Regions from separate parts of the Pan troglodytes genome. Here region 1 is linked to region 2. Evidence: chromatin contacts called from public HiChIP or PLAC-seq data. All regions are on one chromosome and are shown on one strand. Each heading gives the region's core, a stretch centred on a gene start, on an enhancer-like site or on the middle of the called end of the contact. The rest is flanking DNA. Distances are from core to core; before and after follow the strand shown. Region 1 holds the start of FANCC (FA complementation group C). Region 2 holds the start of LOC107976725.

What was found. HiChIP or PLAC-seq counts read pairs in DNA pulled down with a chosen protein or histone mark.
Region 1: a contact with region 2 is called in an H3K4me3 HiChIP or PLAC-seq map of stem cell-derived excitatory neurons, with 7 times the contacts expected there. The contact joins the promoter of FANCC here to the promoter of LOC107976725 in region 2. A contact is called at or near these places in 1 of 7 Hi-C or Micro-C datasets (stem cell-derived neural progenitor cells) and 1 of 1 datasets of contacts at active chromatin or transcription factors (stem cell-derived excitatory neurons).

What each region holds. Positions count from the first base shown.
Region 1 is chr11:43,183,354-43,187,945 of NHGRI_mPanTro3-v2.0_pri, reverse strand. FANCC (FA complementation group C) reads right to left here and starts at 2,197. Exons shown (of 14, transcript XM_024345774.2): 1 at 1,772-2,197.
Region 2 is chr11:42,632,924-42,638,228 of NHGRI_mPanTro3-v2.0_pri, reverse strand. LOC107976725 reads right to left here and starts at 3,421. Exons shown (of 3, transcript XM_063787654.1): 1 at 2,947-3,421. The coding sequence starts at 3,421. It overlaps ERCC6L2 (ERCC excision repair 6 like 2), which reads left to right and starts at 2,189. Exons shown (of 19, transcript XM_054658300.2): 1 at 2,189-3,166. The coding sequence starts at 3,121.

The DNA of each region.
Region 1 (4,592 bases), core at 948-3,447, 550 kb before region 2:
CCTCTGGCTCTCTCCATGGCCCAGATAATCAATCCAACTTTCTACTGGCCAGGCTGGCCTCCCTGTAGCTGGTTCTCATAAACACGAAATTTGTATAATTGTTATTGGAACTACCTGCTGAAATACGGAACTGGTTAAAAGTACCATTTGTTTTAAAATGTACATGCACAGTTGCACATACATGCAGCAACACATCTTCCACAACCAGCCAATCAATCAAGTTAATGCTTTTTATTAGAGGACAAAACAAAAAATACCAATATAGAGCCTGCTTTTCTTTTCTGATGCCTTGGTAAACGTTTTTGGAGAAATCAAGAGAAAATATGACCGAATAAAGCAAAAATAAATTCAAATGTATAATATACAAAGTATAATTAGTCCAGTTCTCAAGAAGCAGGCTCTTTTACTGGGAGTAGTGGGTTGGTGAAAAAGATCTCTGATATATCTAGGAAAACAAATTCTTTTTCGATGCAGCCTTTCTTGTATATGAATAATGTATATGAGTGCTTATTTCCAGGTGACTCTGGTACAGCACATTACATTGAAACATCAATTCAAGTGTAATGTATAAAGTCGCAATGAACATGTTTTCTATCTAAGCTTAGGTAATGAATGATCTCAACACATGGTATGAATTCTATTGTTTGTAACAACCTTTCAGGGGAGTAAGGAGAAAACGATCTGTTTGAGGGCATATCACTGACAGTGAGTGACAGCCACAAAGAGCTGAAGTTGGGTGGCCCAAAAGTGCTCTGCTCATTTGATAAATGCTAAGTCAAATCACATCACAGTTTAGATGCATTAAATGGGGCACAAGTTAGAATAAAATCAGATGCCCGGGAGTTTTCCAAGTTTCAGATTAGAACAAAAGTCCAGGCACACACAGGACTTTGCTAGAAAACTTCTTGGTCTCTTCCCGTAAGATTCTGGTACCCAATTTCCCATGTTATAAAACTCCAAGTCTTTCCCCCCATTCGGTGCGCTGGACACATAAGATCATAGAGGGGTTCGTAGTTGTAAACGCACCCACTTAAAAAATTAAAAAGAGCAAACCAACAGACAAACAGCACCTGAAAAATCTCTCACGGGCTTTGAAGATATGGCCTGGCGTCCACAAAAAGAGTGGAGGGAAGACACTGGCCTCTGCGAACCCGCCTCCCTCCGGGAATGAAAGGCGGAGGGCGGGAGGGGTAACAGCCGCGCCCCGGGCTCCTCTAATTGGACCTCGCCCCTCCTGGCGCCCCGGCGACTGGGGCTTGGGGGCAGGGGTGTGAGGGACGGGGAGGACGAGGCCAGCTGTAGAGGGCGACCGGCTCAAAGGGGCGAGCTTTTCACGGCTCCCACGGGTCCGAGGCAGAGAAATTCACCTTTGCTCCTCTCCTTTGAAGAAGACATAGCTGCCTGCGCTCAATGAACAAAAAGAACCAAAACGCCAACCCCCGGCTCCCGCCTCTCCGGGGGCTCCCTTCCGCGCGACCCCAGCGCCGGCTCCCGCCCCGGCTTGCCCCGCCCCGGCCCCGCCCCGCGGGCTGGCACCGCCCGCCACCTCCCACCTCCCGCCTCCCGCCTCCCGCCTCCCGCCTCAGCCTTAGCCACAGCCCTGCGCCGGCGGGAACCCCTCTCACCCACCGCAAGGCGCGCCGGGCCCACCCGCTCTCGCGAGCCTTCCCTCTTGCCCCTCGCCTCCTCCTCCCGCTCTCGCCGCTGACGTGTCGGCCAGACCCCCGAGGGAAGCCTCCGCCCTCGCTGCGTTCTGCGGCCTGCCGCTTACCGGGTGGTCCTCGCGGGAGCTGCTTCAGCAGTTTGGGCAGTGGCGGAAAGGAAGCCACCGCCCGGGATCTGTGGCTTGAAAATTTGGCTTTGCCTCGTATCGGCTTTTTGTTTTGAGTGTTTTTGGAATTTTCCCGCGGTCGCTCGGCAGTGGAGCCGCGCGCGCGCACACGTGTCAGCAGTGCATTCTGGGGCCTGGCTAGCGGCCCCGCGCGCTCCCGCGGCGTCGCGGGAAAATTCCGACGAATCTCGGGTCCGTGGGGCGGGGCGGGCGCGGCCAGGGCTCTGGCGGAAGTGGGCCCGGCTGGGGCGGGTTCTAGGCGAGCGGAGTCGGTACTGCTCCAGTGTTCCCGGTTTCGCGCGGAAGCCCCGGCGGGAGCAGGGCTGCAGCAGCAGCGCCCGCGGAGAAGGGGCGCTGGCTTCTTCCATATTCTGTTCAAAATGTAGGGGAGGTAAAATGGAAATTAGTTCTTTTGAAGAAAAGTTGAGGCTTTGTCAACGGGGTAAAACCTCTAAAATAAGATTTTCTAACTGCGTTCTAAACAATAGCAACAAAAAAGGCATCTTCAGTTAATGATTTCCCCTACCGTATATCATCAGTTCCATACAGTGTTTGGTCGGAGTTCAGATCAGTTCAACGCTGTACATAAACCACCCAAACAAATATTAATAGAATTTTCTCCAAACTCCCATTTATGACAATGGCATTAGCTTGTCTTGGTGAATTTTTTTTTCTTCTAGAATCTGACGACTTAAGCTTTAAAATGTCTTAAATCAATGCCTCACAACCATAAATCATAATCATAAAACTACAGCTTAGGTCGGGCGCTGTGTCTCAGGCCTGTAATCCCAGCACTTTGGAAGGCCAAGGCGGGTGGATCACGAGGTCAGAAGATCGAGACCATCCTGGCCTACATGGTGAAACGCCGTCTCTACTGAAAATACAAAACGTTTAACCGGGTGCGGTGGCGGGCGCCTGTAATCTCAGCTACTCTGGAGGCTGAGGCAGGAGAATAGTTTGAACCAGGGAGTCAGAGGTTGCAGTGAGCCGAGATCGCGCCACTGCACTCCAGCCTGGCGACACAGGGAGACTCTGTCTCAAAAAAAAAAAAAAAAAAAAAAAAGCTACAACTTCACATATACGTTCAAAAACACACTACAGGCCGGGCGCGGTGGCTCACACCTCTAATCCCAGCACTTTGGGAAGCCGAGGCGGGTGGATCACCTGAGGTCAAGAGTTTGAGACCAGCCTGGCCAACATGGCAAAAACCCGTCTCTACTAAAAATACAAAAATTAGTGTGTACTCCCGGCTACTTAGGAGGCTGAGGTAGGAGAATTGCTCGAACCCAGGAGGCGAAGGTTGCAGTAAGCCAAGATCGCACTACTGCACTCCAGCCTGGGCAACAGAGCGAGACTGTCTCAACAAAAAACACCACAAAGCTGTGTGTGCTTGTAATAAAAATAGCTCTCAAGTATTTAAACATGTCCAACTATTCCTGTGGTGAAGAAATACCCGTTTTACCAATGAATACTTTCAATTCGGAGACTAATTTGCAGAGGTTATACATTTATAAGTGATACAATAAGTATATAGCATAGCAATAGCAACAATCTGTTTAAGAATTAAAGGTAGTTAAAAAAAGGAACCGATCCAGAGGTTGAGACAAAACTGGCAGAATCTGCAACTACATTAAGGAATTCGGTGTTTACATCCATTCTCAAAACTATTCCCTGCCAGTTAAGGAAGTCGGTGCTTTTTGATTGTTTTTTAATTTTAGATTCGGGGGTACATGTGCTTGCTTGTTACATAGGTATATTGTGTAATGGTGGGGATTGGGCTTCTGGTGTACCTGTCCCCCAAACATTGAACATTGTACCCAATAGCTAATTTTTCAGCCCTCACCCCCTTCCCACCCTCTCCCTTTTTGTAGTCCCCAGTGTCTTGTTATTCCCATTCTTATGTACATGTATACCTATTGTTTAGCTCCTGCTTATGAGAACATGCAATATTTGATTTTCTGTTTCTGAGTTTGTTCACTTAGGATAATGTCCTCCAGCTCCATCCATGTTGCTGCAAAGGACATGATTTCGTTCTGTTTTACAGCGGAGAGGTCGATGTGTTTTTGATGTGTGCATAGTGTGACATGGATAAATCAAAAGCAAGTCCTGGGTAGGGAAATACATGCCTGAGGGGCACTCATCGTGGCACCTTGACCATGAGAAAGTCACCTCTCTGGTAACAAATCGAGAGTGAGTTGACATTTAAGTTCTGCATTTATCAGCAAAGCAAGCAATTAAAGTATGTATTTCTTGAGAGAAATTATCTATTTTGGTACCCACATCCTTTTACATATTTGCTGAAAAATCATTTTTAGTGTTTGTTAATGATTGATGTCTTGCCATATCCCAGTTTTCTGTCTTTTTAGTTCAGTGGTTAATAAAGAATTGCTAGGCTCATCCAACTTTGCAGTATATGAAATGACACCATGTTTAGGCCTAAATTAGACCTAAATGGGAAGCATATATAGCATAAAGATCCAAACTTATATTTATAGGGATTCATTTTGCTTGGCATTCATATACATGGAACTATCTTAATAATATTTTAAGCAATAGTGAGATGTTCACTTTGTAAAATGCCCAGAAAGTTTCCAGAGAAACAGATATTTCAATACAAACCCTCTTTTTAATTGAATCATAAAATTGATTATGGGTGATCCAATTTTTGTTTGTGTGTGGGAGTGTGTGTGTGTGTGTGTGTGTGTGGTTTTGATTTGTTTGTTTTGAGACTGCATCTCACTCTCACCCAGGTTGAAGTGCA
Region 2 (5,305 bases), core at 2,172-4,671:
CATGAGCCTCTTTTGAAATGCCTGTGTTATCACCATCTGTGTTATTTTTTTCTCTTTTGTAGTTTTAATTGGCTTAATTTTTGCTAGATCCTCCTTTGCCAAAAGTTTTGTATGTGAGTCAGTTCATTCATGTGATTTATCCAACATCACACATATTAACTACAGGAATTCCTTAATATTTTACAAGATATTCAGTTTAACTTTGAAGTGACTGGTCTGACAGCGTTAGATGTTCACAATATCAGCACCTAGACAAGGATGTCAATGCAAAGACAAAAGCTACTGGGGGAAGGAATATTTGAGAATGTCTAACTTTATGAGGCAACTAGTTCACTAGGACATATTTTCATGTCATGATTATTTCTGCTTCAGTATACACTGTAAGTACAGCAGTGAGGTTAAATAATAAACACTCAGAAAATGAGGTATCCTCCTCTTTTGTTAGTCACAAGGGTATTCCTTCAACCAGATGATACCTTCCATTTAAATCAAAATTTATTTCTGAATTTGCTTATCACTTCTATTAAGAGGTCAGCTCTGTCAAGAGCTACATCTTAACTCAATGGACCTCTGGAAAAATAAGACAAAATTACACAACTAGTCATTTCAGAGAGGGGAAAAAAAATCAAACTTCTTCCCTGGTAGTTGTAGGGGAAAAAAAGAAGCTTGATTAAAATTTCAATTTGCCATTTTGATTTTAGAGACAATGTGAAAAGAGATATAATCCATCAAAAACAAGCAGCAGATTTTTCTAGATTTTAAGATTTCCAATATCAGGGTGCATGTCAGAATCAAGAATTACAATTATAATTAGTAGTGTTTTTCGCTGTGTCGCCAGATTAGAGTGCGGTGGCGCGAACTCGGCTCACTGCAACCTCTATAGACCTCCCGGGTTCAAGCGATTCTCCTGCCTCAGCCTCCTGAGTAGCTGGGACTACAGGCATGTGCCACTACGCCCAGCTAATTTTTGTATTTTTATTAGAGACGGGGTTTCACCATATTGGCCAGGATGGTCTCGATCTCTTGACCTCATGATCCGCTCACCTTGGCCTCCCAGAGTGCTGGGATTACAGGCATGAGCCACCGCGCCCGGCCTATTAGCCAAAATATTAAACTGACATAATGGCTATGTAGAATGCAACTTTCAAGTGGATGCATTCCATTGATAATAATAGTAATAACAACACATATATTCCTTACTATGACCAGCCACTGTTTTAGGAGTTTTACTTAATTATCTAATTTTTTACAATTACCATTTTTAGGTAGTTTACTATTATTAGCTTCACTGTAATGGTGATAGGTGAGTACAATAAAACACGGAGAAGTGATCTGGCCAACAACTCACACATAGATGGCTGAGTTAGATGTTTCATTTAGGCTTAAAGTTATTGCCTGCCGGTAAGCAAACAAGTGATATTTTAAATGAAGCATTTTATGAACACATACTACTAGGTTTTAGTATCTGCCATAGAATTGAGATCTATTTGCAAACAGCCATATTGTTTTCTTAAGACACTACGTAGGCAGAATAATGATCCCCCAAAGATGTTTATCTCCTAATCTCCGGAATTCGTGAATATATTAGCTTACATGGCAAAAGGATTCTGCTGATGTGATCAAGGGCAGAGACCTGGAAATGGGAAGATGATCCTGGATTACTCAGGTGAGCCCTCAGAATCTTTTCCAGCTGCAATCAGCGGTAGACTTGAGGACGGAAGGTTCAGAGAGATGGCATATCACTGGCTTTGAAGATGGAGGAAGGGACCAAAGCCAAGGAATGTGGACAGAAGCTGGCAAAGGCAAGCTAAGGATTGTCCTGTGGAGTCACCAGAAAAGAGTGCAGCCCGGGTGACACCCAGGTAGCACTTCTGATCTACAGAACCGTGAGATAATAAATGCATTGTCTGTCAGATGATACATTTGTGCTGTTTCAAGCTACAAAGTTTGTGGTTATTGGTTATTGTGGCAATAGGGAACGGATACAGGCCCTGTCAGGTATTTCACTCAATCCATGAAATACCTTACAGTATACAAATTTTAACATGCGCGGGAGCCACTTACGGATCCGTCTATCTGTGCTGCCTGGGAGTGTCAAGAGGCCGTGTCCTTCATTCACCTCGCGCGTGGGCGGCGCTGCCCTGAAGATGCTCCCGGGCTCAGTGCAGACGGCTCAGCGTTCTCCCGCGTTCAACGAACCGCCAGAAACGTCAGACGGTACGGAGGAAAACACTTTACACTTTAACAGTATTTTTACGTTTATTTGCAGCAAATGTTGGCTTTGTATTTAAAGTATTTATGATTCACTATAAAGTGTAGGATCCAAGAAAACGCGCTAGTTTCACTTGGCCCCCGTGGCTGTCCCGGGGAGCTCTCCAAGGAAGCACTGGTTCCTGAAGTTCCTGGGGTGCTGCACCACCACGGAAGAACCAAGCTCCACAGAGAAGCCAGAAGCCGCGACCGCGGGGCCGCCCTCTGCCAGGCCTCCACCGCCTCAGCGGCCCTTTACAGCCACCGCATTCTCAATGCCCCCAGTTATTTCTAGCTTCGCACAGCGCCCGGCCCACCGAGCGACCTCAAACCTCGCGACACTCGCAACTCCCGCGGCCCTTCCTGCTACAGGCCTCAGAGGGGAGAGACATCGGGAAGATTGCTCCGCCCACAGAAAGGAAGATTTCGTTCTCGCGAGATCCCAATGACAATTCGGGAGCCCGTTCTCGCGGGATTTTCCAAGACCGGGTTGGAAGTTGCGGGGGTTAGGAGACGGAGGTCAGAGCCTAGGAAGATTCGGGGGTCGCCTTGCCGGCCTCCTGTCCTCCTCCCGCGGCGGCGGAGCCCGAGAGAACTAGGTGAACACCGCTTTGCCAGCCTCACACAGCGTCCCCTGGCTCTGCCGCCGCTCCGGACGTCGCCCTCCCGTTCTGCTTGGGTCCCCTTAGTCGCTACCTTTGCTGGGATCCCCCTCCTCCATCCTGTGGCTTCGGGTTGCCGAAGAGCGATGCTCGGAGGGCGGCCGGAAGTAGCGTTGGCCGCCATTGGCCTGCCGGCCAGCCACCTTGCTGTCCTCCGCCGCCTTCCGGGTGTTACGTGCAGCCGGGCTCGGCCCCTCCCCCTGGCCGGATGGATCCGTCGGCGCCACAGCCCCGCGCGGAAACCTCTGGCAAAGGTACCAGCTCCGCGCTCGCCCCTTACGCAGAGGCCTGTGTACTGCGTCGCGTTGGACCAGTTCGTGCCGGTGCCCTTCGGGTTGGGGTTTTGCCCTGTAGATCCTCTTCAGTGACAGCTGCAGATTGTGAACCCCTCCAGGCCTGGAACCAAATCTCCGATTCAGTGTTGAGAACGTAGACTCGGGAGTCAGCCCCTGGGATCTAGAGCTGCCTCTGACAGTTACTTGCTGAGCAACTTTGGGCAGGCTCCTCATCTGTAAAACTGGGTTCGTTACTAGGTTTTTGCGATTATTAAATGACGTGGGGAATACGCAAAGTATTTATGTGACCCCGCGTCTGGCCCATATTAAGCACTCAGTAAATGTTATTTTCATTATTTATTCTTGTATGCCCCAGTTGTTAGTGAATGGCAGAAGTTTGTTGTAAGTAGATAAATGAAGGTTGAGATATTTAGTTCAATTGAGTTTTATTGCCTATTGAGTCAGGGCATTATATTCTGCCTTAAATAGGAGGTTTAAAGAAGGTGTGATTATCTACCACAAGTCACCTGGGATGCCTTCTGGCACCCAAATGAGTAGTTTTCATTAATAATTGTGCTGTATAACAAAAGCTACCAGGTATTGAGTGATTTTCCTGAGCCCAGCAATATGCTGATTGTTTACTTGCTTTCCTTTGAGGAAGATATCGATCTCATTAAATAGATGAATTCAGAGATAAAGCTCAGAGAGGGCAAGTTACAAGCCTGAATTCTGAGGTCTAGGAATTGATGACGCTGTAATTCAGGGACCAAACATATAAATACCTATAGGAGACTGGCAGCTAAAAATAGATGAAGCTGCCGAGTGGATATTGTGACTGGGAGGCTCATTCCTTTTGATAAATCTAGTCACTCTTGGTATTTAGGGAAATTGGTGGAAGGAGCAGAAAGCTCCAGGGCCCCGAGGTGGGAACACCCTTGAGGAATGCTTGAGGAGGCCTTTGGAGTGAAAGAGGGAGAGAGAGACCCTATCACCAGAATGAGTTGAGTTGGTAATTAGTTTAAACCAAAACAAATGATTTCGACTCATTAAATTATAGGAGACTTAACCCATTTCCCTGTTAAATCCAACAGGAAATCTTAACAATTTAAGCAGTTGTTCTGTAGTTTGGATACTGAGAGATTCCATTTCTAACTCAACTGAATTTATTTCGTCCTAGAAATTATCCGAACTCAAACCCAAAATACTCCAATAAATTGTGTGATTCCCTTAAGGCTTTTTTTTTTTTTTTTTTGCACATGCTGTACACTTATCTGAGATACAGTTCTTAGACCCCTTTCCCTTTTAAATTACATTTCTCAATACTCCCTTCTCATAGCACTCTTCTTCCAATGCACTTTTTACAGTTATGTATATGTTTGTGTACTTTTTAGTTTTCTCGCAAGATATAAAGGATTTATGAGATTGATAATTTGTAATAGGCCAGGCGCATGGCTCACACCTGTAATCCCAGTACTTTGGGGAAGCTGAGGCGGGAGGATAGTTTGAGGCCAGCCTGGACAACATAAGCGAGACCCTGTCTCTACTAAAAATAAAAAATTTAGCCAGGCATGGTGGTGCACACCTGTAGTCCCAGCTACTCAGGAGGCTGAGGCGGGAGGATGGCTGAGCTCAGGAGTTGGAGTTTACAGTGAGCTATAATTGTGCCATGACACTCCAGACTGGGCGACAGAGACACTCTTGTCTGAAAAAAAAAAGAATGTGTAATAAATTCGCATGTTCATTGAATGTCTGCTGTGTGACTCTGTGTTGGTCCTGGGGATAAAATTTATAACAGTACAAACTTATTCTTGGAAAGGAAATTACTCTCTACTGGAAGGAAAAGACAAAAAACAAGTGGACATGATAATTAAATGTTATGATAAGTGCTACAGAGGCAATAAAATGATGAGATAGAGAATAATGGGTACCCTATGCTAAATAGGTGGACTGGGAGCAGAGAGACTGGTTAGGCATAATTTAGGGAAAGTTGATGGTGGCATGCTTTAAGACAGAGGTCTGCAAACTACTGCCTGTGGGCTAAAACTGGTCTGACACTTTTTTTTGTAAATAAAGTTTTATTGGAACACAACTGTGCCCATTTGTTTATGTATTGTCTGG